Linked DNA regions of Mus musculus: regions 1, 2, 4 and 5 are each linked to region 3. A link is a contact called in public HiChIP or PLAC-seq and promoter capture Hi-C data. All regions are on one chromosome and are shown on one strand. Each heading gives the region's core, a stretch centred on a gene start, on an enhancer-like site or on the middle of the called end of the contact. The rest is flanking DNA. Distances are from core to core; before and after follow the strand shown.

Region 1 (2,700 bases), core at 177-2,676, 520 kb after region 3:
CCAAAAAAAACTAGCAAAACCACTCTCATTTGTTAGCAAATACTAACAAATATTTACATCAAATATTTACAATCAAATATCAAATATTTACATGTGTAAATAAATCAAATATTTACATTAAATTAAATTAAATTAAATTAAATCAAAAATTAAATTAAATTAAATCAAATATTTACATGTGTAAACTTTTGAAAGGGCATTTCTTCATCTGAAATGCTTCTACCCTGAGTGTACAGCATTTCTATTCCTTCACAGACAATGACCATAGTTCCTCATTCGTTCAACAACTACATCCTAAGGACCTAGTTTACCCCAAAAACAAAAATAAACAAGAAGTTCCTTGGCCCCGTGGAATTTACAACTTCCTCAGAGTCTATCAGGATTAACCTCTTTCTTTTATTTTCTTATTTTCATTTTGCCTGGATCTGCATTTAAAAACTTATAAACTCTGAGCAACTACTTAACATTTGAAGAGTGACCAACTGTCATTCTTCTTATGTTACAGTGTCGGGAAATTGTACACAGTACCTATGCCATTCACAGCAAACAACCATGTTTGTGAAGTAAACTAGCCTACTTGCTGGTATGTAGTAAGAACTAAGTTAATATTTGATTGTGTCAACCAAAGATGAAGCAAGTTTTGGAAAACACATCATTGTTGTATAATTTTGACGCAAGAATATAACCTGTATCAGAATGGAAACAGCATCCTCCAGCAGTTCATCTTTCTTTAAGTACCAAAAATTTAGAGAAGGCTAATAAAAAGGGCTGGCAGCGATCACAGTAACCGGGTCAACTGACACTCACATGTGCTGGAATTCCCGACCAATTTGGTGAGGCAGGTTCCACCCAAGCCCCAACTGGTATTATGGCCTGGTTCCTCTCAGCCAGCACTGCCAAAACGTCCTTGCTCTTCGTGGGATTTAAAGCCAGGGGCAATTTTGTGGGATTCCGAGGCTTCTTGAGGGGCGCCATACCTCCTGGCATTGACTTCTGGTTAGAAGAAAAGAGAAAGAGGGACAAGGCTTAAGACAAGGGGGAAAGGCGTAAAAATTACTTTCTAGAAGGAACGGAGATGAGAGGACGAAAAAACAAGGATTTACTTGGGAGATGAAAGCCTGCCCAGAGGTGAGCATAGGCGGGCGCTAAGGGCAGGGCTTGAGTCTGAGATGACCGCGGGTGGAAAAGCGCCGGCCCACGGCATGGGGCTGGAGGGGAGTCTAAGGCCCGGGCAGGAGCCGGGGGTCTTAAGAAGCCTGGGCACAGGAGGTGGGGGGCGTCTGAAGCCCGGCCAGGAAAGCGGGGTCCTGTGAGGCTCCAACAGTTGGATAGGAGACCTGTGAAGCCTGGAGCCTGCCGCGATCCGGTCCGTCTCACACACAGACTCAAACTCCGCGGGCTGCTACGCAAAGGACAAACAGCAAACTGCCACCCCGGGGCCCACGCCTGCCCTGCCTCTTCCGCATTTGTCACCCGTCTTGGGCTGGGGAGGCGGGAATCCGAGCGCGGGGATTACGTCACTTCCGCTTCCTGCCCTTTGGTTGGGGAGGACTAGAGCGGGTTGTTGAATCCGGCAGCGAGCTTAGACTCGGCCTCTCTTTGGATACTGGCGCTGTAGTCTTCTCAAATCTCGAAGTGAGAGGTCTGACATGATGAACAGGCGAGTAAGCGTTCACCGCTGAGGAAATCTCGGGAATAGACAGAGCAGTTCTCAACCTAAGGGTCGCTACCTCTGGGGGTCGCATATCAGATATCCTGCAATGAGATATTTTACATTACAGTTCATAGCAGGAGCAAAATTACAGTTATGAAGTCGCACCCAAATTTTATGGTTGTAGGTCACCACAACATAAGGAACTGTATTAAAGAGTCGCAGTATTAGGAAGGTTGAGAACCACTGGGCAAGAACATGTTGCCAGTGGATCCTTGAGAAGCAAACCAAGCCAACAATCAACCAGACTGCGCTTTTATGCAGCCCCTAAGGTTTACAACGCTATTTCGTGATTACCTTTGACATGTTCTTGTGTGTGACCATCACAACTCACTCCAAACAATGCTTGGGATATTTCATTAAACCCAAAAGACATACACTCATTTTACTCAAGGTGTATATTCGTGCTGGGGGTTGAACCAAGGGCCTCTGGCATTCTAGGCAAGTGCAGCAGTGGAAACCCTAGCTGCCTTAATAATTTTGCTTTTAAGTTAGGGTCTCACTAAGTTGCCCATGCTGGACTTGAACTCACTGTGTAGCCCAGGCCTCGAACTTGCAATCCTCCTGCCTTAGCCTTCCCAATGGCTGCCGTTACAGGCACGTGTCACCCTGCTTTACTTCAACATACCTTATTGCAAGCATTTTATATATCAGTATGTTTTCTGGTTACTCCAGATACTCCCAGTGAACAAAGATCCCTTGTTTGGAGAATTTAAAATCCATTGGAGAATTTACACTGACATTGATAGGACATTTCCAGAGAAGACATCACTAGGGCAATTGAAGTTGATCTTTGAGTTTTGTTTGTATTTCATTTTACTCAGTACTGGAAGTTAAGCCCAGGGCTTCATACATGCTGGTCAAGAACTATATACCCTGCCAACTTTTTTTAACTAGTCTACTTTTAAACAGAAACTATATATGATCATAGAACAAGCCTTTATACTCTTCAAGGGAGGGTTTTAGGTATATAGTTGATTGTTTCACAG
Region 2 (2,700 bases), core at 23-2,522, 550 kb after region 3:
GGAATACATGGATCAGAATGATGACCGCCTAAAATCAGAAGGTAAGCTCCCAGCTACCCGTGGACCCAGCCCATCAGCATTCACATCAGAGAGACCTCCTGGGAAAAGGAAAAGAGGGCGATGAGGAATTATCAGAGTCAAGAGGGTGCAGGTACAGAATATAGGTGCTGGATGGTGTAGAGCAGTGGTTCTCAACCTGTGGGCCATGACCCTCTTGGGGTAGAATGACCTTTTCTCAAAGATCGTTACAAAACAGATATTTACGATTCGTAACAATAGCAAAATTACAGGTATGAAATAGCAACAAAAAATAATTTTATGGTTGGGGGTCATCACAACATAAGGAACTGCATTTAAGGGTTACAACATTAGAAAGGTTGAAAACCACTGATGTAGAAGATCTGTCCGTGGACCAGACTCCCTATTCTTTCCCTATGCAGCAGATACCCTACCCCGAAGTGGAGAACAGGAGCGGAAGAACCCAATGGCACTCTATATCCTGAAGGATAAGGTAAGCTACTCGGTCAATGAGAACCTACAGCATGCTAGGGAGCGTGTGACGTGGCCATTCCTTTGCAATGTTTGCAGAAATCTTTGTATTTCTGCAGTATTTTCAAAAATCCCCACTTAAGAAATTGGAAAATGAGACAGAGAGACAAAACAACGTGTGAAGGGCTAAACAAGCAAATGAGTGGCAGACCTGCCCATCACAATACAAGTGACGGTCACCGTACAATCTCATGGACCACCCTAGCTCCCACCATGTCCAGGCTATTCAAAAGACCTATTTGGTGGTCGCCAGAGCCCTTCCACTCTTCTCTGCTCACATGCAATAGACCTACTTGACAGAACTTTAAGAGGATAGACGAGGCTCTGAATCATGTTAACATTTACTGAGTACCTGCCACATGTCTGGGCCACAAGGTGTCGTCTGCCGTCTGCCGTCTAGTGGACGTGGCGGGTGTGGCTGGAAACTCCCGAGAGACACACTACACACACAACCTGTGCGTGCCTCTTTAGTCCCAGTCCCTAAAACAAAGAGCTCCCAGATTGGGTTCAGGGGACAACTGATCCTTGCGTCGCCTGTGTTTGCAGGATTCCTCAGAGCCAGATGAAAACCCTGCTACAGAGCCACGGAGCACCACAGAACCCGGTCCCCCTGGCTACTCCGTGTCGCCGCCCGTGCCCGGCCGCTCTCCGGGGCTTCCCATCCGCTCAGCCCGCCGCTACCCGCGCTCCCCAGCACGTTCCCCTGCCACTGGCCGGACGCACACGTCGCCACCGCGGGCCCCGAGCTCGCCAGGCCGCTCGCGCAGCTCTTCGCGCTCACTGCGGACTGCAGGCGTGCAGAGAATCCGGGAGCAGGACGAGTCAGGGCAGGTGGAGATCAGTGCCTGAGCCTCCTCGAGAGCCCTCTGCGGTTGCCCACGGTCTGCTGTCCGCGGCTGGGGGGGGAGGCTGAGAAGTCCTGATGCCTCTGGCCAGGAGTGAAAGGAGATCGTGGCCTGATCCCCGTTTAGGGTGCACACGCGTGTGAGTTTGCACAAATGGCTGATCTTGGTGTTAAACCCGGTTGCATGTGCGCTGGGTTTACTGGCTGTGTTCTCTGGCTGTGTTCTCAGTGGGTATGAGCTGTGCCCTCTTAGGACTACATAGATTATTAAATTTCTGGCCCAATCCCCTAAAGGATTTTATGGAAACTAACAGTAATTTTACCCAGTGAGACGATCCTATGCGCCCCCTGGCAGTGTTTATACTTCCCATCCACCTCCCAATCCCACATGCCTCTAACCCCTAAAGTCTGTGGTAGCCCCCCCCCCAGCCCAATTTAGAGGCCACTTACCCCCGAACACACATTGTCCTAAAACTAAAGACAAGTCTGATGCTGGTTCCTGGGTACACAGGGCCTGTTCTGATTACAAAGATGTCGTCTTAAGGACCTTTTCTGGACATCTGCTTCCCCATCTTTCCAGGTGATAAGAGTGAACCCCAGGTGCATTCCTAAGACCCTGGGAACTTGGGGCTAGGCCAGGACAAGCTATCAGGCCTCCAGTGGCCTCCCCAAAAGTGTGTCATACTGGTCTTCCTTCCAGTTTGCGTTCATGAGAATGTGGGTAGGCTTGTTCCTATAGAGACTGGTGTGGCCACTCACCGACGACCCAGCAAACTGCCCCTGACAAGGACCTGGTTTTAACCATTCATGCTCTTCTTCCTGACTGTTATTTTACAAAACAAGCTTTCAATCATCCCCAGGAAGGCTGAGAAGCTTCCTTGAGCTGTAAGAAAAAAATAAGATTCCACTCTCCAGAGAAACGTGGAAAGAGAAAGAAGCTTAACATGCCCCAACATGTCAAAGCAAGATGGCCAACCCCCTCGCCTCCTGCTTTCCACCTGCCGTGGTCCTAGATGCTCAGAACCCAGGACAGTGGACAGAGCTGTAAAAACAGCACATGAATAGATGAAAGACAAGAAGACCCGGGGCGGGGGGTGGGGGTGGGTGGGTTCTGTCCTCTCTCCCCTAATGTCCCCAGGGACCCTTGAATCTCTTGTCCCTCCTCGACTCGTACAACTTCATCTTTTCTTCTGCATCATCTCATGAACAACTTCCAAGACCCCATATCCATCACCTCCACACCAGAACACACTTCACCCCGGCCCTGCAGGCACCAAGATTTCTGGTTTGCCTGTGTCCCCTCACCC
Region 3 (2,700 bases), core at 185-2,684:
AAAACAAGCCGTGGGTATGAAAGTACACATCTGTAGTCTCAGCACTCGGGAGGTGAAGGTGGAAATATCAGACGTTCAAGATCAACCCTTGACTACATGGTTTGAGCCCCCACCCCAACCTCCACTACACCTCGTACCACCATCACCAATCAAAACCAGCATAGAAAAGTGCATTAAAGCTTCTGCTAAGGAAGTAGCCAAGGGTCATAGCTCCTCCTCTCCTTCCTAGAAGTGCATTGCATGAGTTCACTCCCTTAATCTAACAACAGGCCTCGGAAGTGGGAGGTATAACCCTCATTATGTTGATGAAAACGTGAGCCGCAGCAAGGATAACTTTCCCAAGGTCACAAAACCACATGACGCCAGAAAAATAGGGTTTAGCATCTATTTCTTGTTTTGCGTGTGTGTGTATATAGGTGCAGTTGCCATAGTGCTCTTGTGGAGGTTGCAGGACAATGTTGTGGACTCAGTTCTCTTCTAGCACATTCATGGGAGTCCCCAGAGTCGGGTTCAGGTTTAGACAATGAGCACCTTTCACCTGCTGAGCTCTCATGACCACTTTTTTTTCTAACAAGAAAAACACCCTCATGTTTCTAATTACCAGGAGGGCAGAATGGCTAATACTTTTTCTAATTTCATCAGAGATGATGTCCCCCTGCCTTCCCTGCCCCTCATGATTGAACTGTTGTGATAAGAGTGCATAAATCAACATAGGGAAGACCCCCTTCACCTCCCGGCTGTCATTCTTGGTTTGGCCTAAAATCAGACAAAATTAGGAGGTGTCACCAGGCAGACATGCCTCTCTTGTGCTGTCTTTTCTCTTTTCTTTCTTTTTCTTTTCTTTTTTTTAAAACTACATTATTAGATTTTATATGAATAGCATCTCTAAGCACAGATTTACATACAGCACATCAACGTGTGAGGTGTAAAGTCTGAAGTCTTTCTATTCCTGGATCCCCCTCACTCAAATTTCTCACTTGCATTCCACAGTTTTGGATGACAAAATTATTCCCACCATCCAGCCCCCTCACCTTGGAGCTATGAACGACTTTGGAGTAAGGCGCACCTCTTGGCTTGTCCACTACAACCCCTAATAGAATAGGAAGGGCAGTCCAAAAAGTGCCAGAGGCTCTTTGAGTGTGTCTGTCAGTATCTGCCTGCCCATCTACTCCATTTGCCTGCATTTTTATACAAAACCTAGTGTTGGGCCATCTGAAGAATCCATATTGGTAGCGATTGCACGCCCCCATCTCGGAGCTTCTGAATATTCATGTGGGAAGCAGAAGGGCCAGTATCAAAGAAGGGAGGAACGGCAATTCATAAATATTAATAAAGGTAGGTCCACGTGCTCTAAGGAAGCTATGAGTGTTCACGACAGGATGACGTTCAGGCCCTGGGCGCGCCCGTTAGGCGGGTTCCCGAGTGCGGGCGCGCCTCCGGGAGCCCGGGCACGAGCGCGGGGACCAGGCGCAGCCGGAGCAGCGGGGGAGCGCTCGCTGGCTGGCTTGCCCGCTGACGTTGTGCTGCACCGGGCCACCTCTAGTCGGTGGTTGGGGATGTCTGGCTGAGCCCTGGGATCCGATTCCTTCCTCCAGGACCCGCTCAGGTGCGGTGGTGGGAAAGGCGATCTTAGTCTGGACTAGCCCCAGTCCTGGGGGCGGGTGTGTGTGTGTGTGGGGGGGGGGGGGGTCGAATTCGGGTGGTGAAGAAGACCAGAGGATTGGAGATTCTCTCATAGGATTCCTCGGGTATGCGCTACTCTCATCTCCTCTGGGTCTTTTCCTCAGAAGTAAAAAGAAGGGTTCGTGGGCCGTCGTCCTGGTCTTTCCCAGTCTTGCGGGAGCTCAAGCTCAAGGGCCCCGGAGTGGGTACTGGTAGCATCATCTCAGAGCATCGTGTGTGTGTGTGTGTGTGTGTGTGTGTGTGTGTGTGTGTGTGTGTGTGTGTGTTCATGTGCAACACAGTGCCGGGAAACCCTATCTGATGGTGCTGGAGCAATGTGGACTCCATATGTCATTCCAGGACCGTTATGTGTTCCGCTTATCTTAGGCGTCTCAAAATCATCTTTGTCCCTACGAATCTGATCCTGCAATCTACTTGTGCCCCTCCGCGGCGTGTGGAGCCTTCCTCAGACGGGGCATTCTCGCAGTGTCAGACCCTCTGGCTGCAGTCCTCTGGGAGCGATTGTTTTACTACACAGAGCAGGTTGGAGAAAGGACGAGTGTGACGAAAAGGAGTGTGCAGAGCCCGCCCTCATCCTTGGGGCCCAGGGTGCTGCAGAGCGGAGGTTCAGCTGAAGGGGTGTTATACAATCCGTTCTTCTTGCCCTCTTGTCTTTCCCTTTGCATCTTGTCTCCAAGTACGACTCACCCATCCCGGTGACCAGGTCTTATTTGGCAAAGGGAAGACAGTGGAGTATGAGCAGGGGCTGCGTGGGATGAGCCGTGCATCCTCAGAGTGCCAGCCATTGTGCTGCCTAGAAGAGCCTTTCTTTACTCCGACAGAAGAGGGAGAGGAGGTCTGAAATGGAGGTGAATGGAACAGAAGGGGGGGGGAGGGTACCGAGTCCGGTGAAGGGGTTGCTGAGCCATGTGCAAATGAGTATTTATTCTTTCTGGCAAAATGGACAGCTTATACTAGCCAGGTTTTGCAGAAGAGCAGTGGGAGTCTGGAAGTGGATAACAGAGGGCATTTTAAGGA
Region 4 (2,700 bases), core at 183-2,682, 820 kb after region 3:
CTTAATTAATCATCTATTTGCATATACCCAAGTACCATCATTCTTTACTGATGGCTCAGTCTGTCTTGAAACCAGTTTTGAAGGAAATGCCTATTTGGGTGTTTCACAGGTGGAGCCTCAAATTGGTGTTCAAGGCATCAGTTGGTTTAAGTACACGGAGACCCTTTGGTTTCATAAGATCTTTGTATACTTAACGAAACCAACACTATCTTTAAATGTCGACTTGTAAGCATTAGGCAGGCTCTGACATCATGTGACAAGAGAGAACAGTGAGTATAAGGTGTTGACTTCCTGATTTACTCATATTTCCCTCGACACATATACAAGCGTTAAATGTTTTAGCAACAACAAATTGAAAGTCAAAACTTTTCCCGATACGTCTACAAAGACCTTGTAGAAAGAAGTGTTAAACTGCAGGTTCAGATGTGAGGGTATATGGACCGTATACCTATTACCAAGCAAGCACTGAGGTGACTGGCTAAGCTAGAATAGTCTATTTATTAGACTGTTATCAGATTTATTAGACCCTAATACTTCTTGGCTGGTAAAGAAGTTTACTCATCAAATCCTAAATCCCTACAATTAAAGCAGGAAGTGTCTATACACCTCAGCAGGAGGAGGTAGCCTGTTTCCTGATGTTGAGTTCCACTTTCAGTTTCGGATGGAGGGAAGGCAGAAACACCTAGAAGCCTCGTCAAAGGGAGCTACAACCAGGACAATTTTGAAAGATTTAGGTGCCTGTTTACGAAAGCGGCAGCCATGGCGTTAGGGTTGGGTGTACTTAGGAAACAGGCTGTGTAGAGTAAATAATAAACTGGAATCAGGGTATCCAAGTTGGAGTTAGGGCACGTCATCCCTCTGGGCTTCATTTCAGTGTGCTCGCCTTAAAAGACACTCCTTAGGCTCGAAACGAAAAGTAGCAAGAAGGTAATGACTAAAGTTTGCTGGCGGAGCACTCTTCAGTCCTCATTTATAGAGGAGTTGACAGGACTAGAGGAATAACTTATGCAAGGATATGGAACTAATATTCCCAAGCGAGGCAACTAACACTGGACGGATATTCTTTCTCTGAGAGAGTTGAGGTGGGGAAGACAGTCCCCACCCAAACCCAGACTCACAAACACCGTGGCCTTAGCTGCTCTGCGCAGCCGCAGGTACTTCAGCCGGTACTTCTCGTTCTGGCTCTTCCTCGGGAGCCTTTTCATCCTGGCCTTGCTGGACAGCGGGGTGCGCGGCTCGGAGGCCAGGCCGCTCAACACGCTCATGATCAGACCGGGTTCTGGAGCTCCGGGGCGCGGAGGGGATGGAGCGCAGGCAGAAACAGATGGCGATCCTCGGCACTTCCCAGTCGATTTCCCAAGGAAGACCCGCCGGAAGTTGCGCAAAAGCACCGCCACGTGTAACTTCCGGGTTTGGAAGTTGCGGTGGTTCGGACCTAGCGGTGGGCTGGGAGGACGGGTGTGGCTCAGGGTTGCAAGGAGCTGGAGCTGGAAAGAACCGGTCCTACCCGGCTGATAGCCAGCGAAGTAGGGAAGAGTTTAAAGTCCTGATGCAGACGCTCAGGCAGGTGCCCTCAGGGAATGCACGTCCACATCTGCTTTCCCAGGTTGCTCTGAGCAGCAGGCCTTCCTGGGGTTTTAGCAGACTTAAATACTAATGCGGGGAACTCAGTTTCCCATATGTGCTGATCGCACAAGTGTTTCTTAGGCTGTGAACTTCGGGGATAGTAAAACAAGACCTTGATTGCCCCAAAGCTTGGTATCTAGTTAGCAAACTGTTTTAATAAAATGTTAAGTAGCACAAGGTCGGCTTTCAGTGGTTTTAAAATGAAACCAGGAGCGTTTCAAGTACACATACTTCCTATCGTTTTTTTCTTTCAGTAGTGTCAAACCAATTGACTGAGCCTCTTTTTCACATTTTGTTTTTGTTGTTTGTTTTCTCCCTCTCAAAGTAAGAAATGAGATGGGGTGGATTTCCAAACTAGTGTACTCATATAAAAGATAATTATTGTTAAATTCTCCAAATCTAGACGTTTACGGTTGTACATGGAAGCCAAGAAGTATGTTACATAATTAACGCGCTCACTGAATTACTAGAGAAAAACCTAATACTGATAAAGACAACTTAGAATTCAGTAAGTGATCCAAGTATTTAATCTCTGAAAACTGTAAAAACCATTGCAGTTTTGACAAACTGCAACCCAAGAGAAAAAGCGTGTAGATACTCTTCTATGACTGCCCATGTAACAAGCTGCTTTTTTTGAACTTGGTTGGGTCTTAATAATGCAACTCCAGGGTACCATTTGCCTTCACAAATACCTAAGGTGCTCCTGTGGATTTAGTTGGTTTTAAAAGCCATCAGAATTGTGACAACTTATAAAATACACTGCTTTGAAAATATATACTGGAATTCTAGCTTGGAATCTGAAAGCACTCATAGTAATCGAAATTGACTTTATTCTTAATAAAGCGTTAGTTTTAACTGCCTGATTTGCTGTTTAGCTGCATTTTGTTCTCATAGACTTTGACATCTATCTGACTTTTTGTATTATTCATCTTCTTCGTGTGTTGTGTCTATGAGGAGGAAAGTCCCAGCCTCTGCTTTAGTTGAAAGCTCTTTTGGCCAGTAGACTTCAGTGGAATAGTCCCAAACATGTTTATTATTATTTTTTTTTTTCACTTGAGACTTTTTCTTTTACAA
Region 5 (2,700 bases), core at 76-2,575, 660 kb after region 3:
GTGTGTAAGTGTGGGGATATGGGTGGCATGTCCCATGTATGACGGTCAAAGAACAAGTCATGAGAGCAGGTTGTCTTCAGTCATTGGGCGGGCTTGGCAGCAAATACCTGTACTGGTTGAGGCATCTTTCTGCCACTACTGAGGTTTTAAAGTTAATGATCTGAGATAAACAGGATTTCCAGCTTTAAAGAATATGGAAATTGACTAGGTGGTGGTGGCAGCTCAGGCCTTTAATCCCAACATTCCAGAGGCAGAGGCGGCAGGCGGAGTTTGAGGCCAGCCTGGTCTATAGACTTAGTTCCAGGACAGCCAGGATAACACAGAAAAACCTTGTGTCAAAAACCAAAATAATACCACACAAACAAGGTTATATCTTATAGCTATATGATACTTCAATGTTCAAGACTTTACGGAAATATTCAGGAGTGAGTGATGAGTGCTAATTTACTACTAGGTCACAGGAACAGTTTCATTTCCTTGAACTTGACTGGGAAATTTTAAACCAGTCCCAAATCCCAGTGGACTGAGGTACCGGAGTAGCTATTCTGCTGGGCTCTGGAGCTCTTTCATGTCCCCATTATAGATACTGTATAAAAGCAAGAAAGACATTTACTTTATCATTGGCTACACAGTTACTCAGAGGAACAAGAAAACAAACGAAACGAAGCTTGTGGGTGTGGCTCAGTGACAGGGTGTTTGCCTAGCAGAACACGTGAGTGCAATCAGAGTTGCTATAGAGGCTGAGTTTCTTGAAAAGCTAAAGCGTGCAAACTCTAACTCATATCTGTTCTCGAAAGTCTTGTCCAGAACCACTGCAAGCAGCCTTCCCGCTTTGCCTTCCTCCACATACCCTTTGTAGGGTTTCCTAGTCTCCAGTCTGGACCTCGGTTCCCGTACCTAAAGGCGGGCTTAGAGGGAGGATAGGCTCAGGGGCGGAGACAGGAAAACAGAAATAGCCAATTCGTCCTTAATTCGAGGCCCTCGCGGGCCTCACCCCTGTTGTGAGGGTTGAGATTGGAAAGGAAGTGGGGAGGCTCCAACCAGTCCTTCACTCCCGCGCCCTCATGCCCCCACCCTTCTCTGCTCGGAGCTTGGGTGCGCCGGGTCCCAGCTTCTCCTCCCGGGAGAGGAGCGGCCGGCACCAGCTGGCTGGAGGGGAAAGGCGAAGATTTGCGGGCTGCTTGGGCCAGCCAGACACATCCTCCGGGCCCTCTGACCGCGGCGAGCCACTCAGCCCCGAGCCAGGCCCCAGGGCAGCCCCGGAGACCCCGGTGGCCGGATGCAGGGGTGCGTCACTTCCGGGCGGTGCAGCGGCGGCGGCTTGGAAGATGGCTGCGCCCTGTGGCTCGGAGCTGCCCGCCAACTCGCCGCTCAAAATTCCGAAGATGGAGGTGCTTTCCCCGGCGTCTCCCGGCGACCTGAGCGACGGGAACCCATCGCTGTCCGACCCTTCCACGCCTCGGGGAGCCTCCCCTCTCGGGCCCGGCAGCGCGGCGGGCTCGGGGGCCGCGGCGTCCGGGGGTCTCGGGCTGGGGCTGGGGGGCCGCGGCGCTGCCTCGTCCTCGGTCTCCTTCTCGCCCGGCGGCGGCAGTGGCGGGGCTGCGGCGGCCGCTGCCGCCGCCTGCCGGGGTATGTCGTGGACGCCGGCAGAGACGAACGCGCTCATCGCTGTATGGGGCAACGAGCGGCTGGTGGAGGCGCGGTACCAGCAGCTGGAGGGAGCCGGCACGGTATTCGGCAGCAAGGCCCCTGGGCCGGCCATGTACGAGCGCGTGTCCCGGGCCCTGGCCGAGCTGGGCTACGAGCGGACCCCGTCCCAGTGCCGGGAGCGCATCAAGGTAACCGGCCGCTCTGCCCGGGGCTGCGAACCAGAGGCAGAGAAGGCGGGGAAACGGGCCTGGGGGCGGGGGCCGGGCCGAGCGCGGGGCTCCCCTCCCGGGCCCCGGGTATCCCTTGTGTCTGCTCCGCCTCTTTCTTCTCTCCCTGGGAAGGGGCGCTTCTTTCCAGATGGCCGCCAGCCCGTAGGTTTCCTGAGTTTGAAGTTGGGCGTGTCTGCCGCCGCCCCTCTTTCTTGCCAATTGAGGATGTTCCTGCGCTCTGAAGTTGGTAGTTTCTCTCATTGTGCGCGGGGCCCGCAACTGTCGCGGGTGCTGTCGCCCGCACTGCTTTGTTCCCAGATAGAGGGGCTCCCAGACTGAAGCTTTCCAGCTGGGATGGAATTGAGGAAGGGTAGCAGAGGGCCGGATGAGCGCCCAGTGTAAGATTTTTTTCCTTTGCTGAAGTTTCAAGAATAGAGCATTGGGACGGCTGGCCTTTTGTGTCAGTCGCTTTGCTTGTCAGTTGAGGTGATACAAGGACTAGCAAGATTTGAGGTGCTTTTGGAGAGCTGGAAAGGCTTAGTGAAAGAAAGGTCGTGTATTGTTATCGTGGAGGTAGAGGACAGTAGAGGACACCTTGAACGTTAGTCTGCTTGAAGGTTCTTTTGGAATTTGGACTGGCGATCTTTTCAGAGTCAGGTTGCCTTGAGAGTCAGGAGGCTTCTAATTCTGAGGAAGCCCTCTCTTGTCACCCAGGTTTTTTCTGCTTTAGTTAGGGTGCCCGGATGCGGACAAGTAAAACCGAGTATGCATCTGGCCATCCTTATGCATCAGCATGTTTAAATGTGGAGGCTTAATGTGGGTTAATTTTACCATCAGCCTG

Evidence for each region. Promoter capture Hi-C pulls out the DNA fragments that hold promoters and counts their contacts. HiChIP or PLAC-seq counts read pairs in DNA pulled down with a chosen protein or histone mark. Capture Hi-C pulls out chosen DNA fragments and counts their contacts.
Region 1: a contact with region 3 is called in a promoter capture Hi-C map of pancreatic islet. The contact joins the promoter of Ccdc15 here to the promoter of Fez1 in region 3. A contact is called at or near these places in 11 of 39 promoter capture datasets (the 3T3-L1 cell line, 3T3-L1-derived adipocytes, HPC-7-derived erythroid cells and 8 more), 3 of 115 datasets of contacts at active chromatin or transcription factors (astrocytes, embryonic midbrain and fibro-adipogenic progenitors) and 1 of 9 other capture datasets (pancreatic islet).
Region 2: a contact with region 3 is called in an H3K4me3 HiChIP or PLAC-seq map of craniofacial prominence, with 5 times the contacts expected there. The contact joins the enhancer-like site here to the promoter of Fez1 in region 3. A contact is called at or near these places in 3 of 39 promoter capture datasets (frontonasal cranial neural crest, liver and pre-B cells) and 3 of 115 datasets of contacts at active chromatin or transcription factors (craniofacial prominence and embryonic stem cells).
Region 4: a promoter capture Hi-C map of frontonasal cranial neural crest shows a contact between it and region 3. The contact joins the promoter of Tbrg1 here to the promoter of Fez1 in region 3. A contact is called at or near these places in 4 of 39 promoter capture datasets (cranial neural crest, frontonasal cranial neural crest, hippocampal neurons and 1 more).
Region 5: a contact with region 3 is called in a promoter capture Hi-C map of cranial neural crest. The contact joins the promoter of Msantd2 here to the promoter of Fez1 in region 3. A contact is called at or near these places in 5 of 39 promoter capture datasets (cranial neural crest, hippocampal neurons, liver and 1 more).

Annotation. Positions count from the first base shown.
Region 1 is chr9:37,346,931-37,349,630 of GRCm38.p6, forward strand. Ccdc15 (coiled-coil domain containing 15) reads right to left here and starts at 1,427. Exons shown (of 16, transcript NM_001081429.2): 1 at 1,104-1,427; 2 at 808-993. The coding sequence starts at 987.
Region 2 is chr9:37,383,414-37,386,113 of GRCm38.p6, forward strand. It overlaps Hepacam (hepatocyte cell adhesion molecule), which reads left to right. Exons shown (of 7, transcript NM_175189.4): 5 at 1-41; 6 at 441-511; 7 at 1,096-2,700. The coding sequence ends at 1,398. Among named protein-coding and RNA genes, the nearest start is that of Hepacam, 17 kb to the left of the region's middle. Within about 2 kb of position 1,273, at least 133 of the 459 cell types and tissues checked have an H3K27ac peak or open chromatin away from gene starts, as enhancers often do. A contact at or near this core is called in craniofacial prominence and liver, where this site is marked.
Region 3 is chr9:36,831,306-36,834,005 of GRCm38.p6, forward strand. It overlaps Fez1 (fasciculation and elongation protein zeta 1 (zygin I)), which reads left to right and starts at 1,435. Exons shown (of 10, transcript NM_183171.5): 1 at 1,435-1,606. It also overlaps the pseudogene Gm27219.
Region 4 is chr9:37,655,880-37,658,579 of GRCm38.p6, forward strand. Tbrg1 (transforming growth factor beta regulated gene 1) reads right to left here and starts at 1,433. Exons shown (of 9, transcript NM_025289.3): 1 at 1,119-1,433. The coding sequence starts at 1,265.
Region 5 is chr9:37,487,996-37,490,695 of GRCm38.p6, forward strand. Msantd2 (Myb/SANT-like DNA-binding domain containing 2) reads left to right here and starts at 1,326. Exons shown (of 4, transcript NM_146222.2): 1 at 1,326-1,838. The coding sequence starts at 1,329.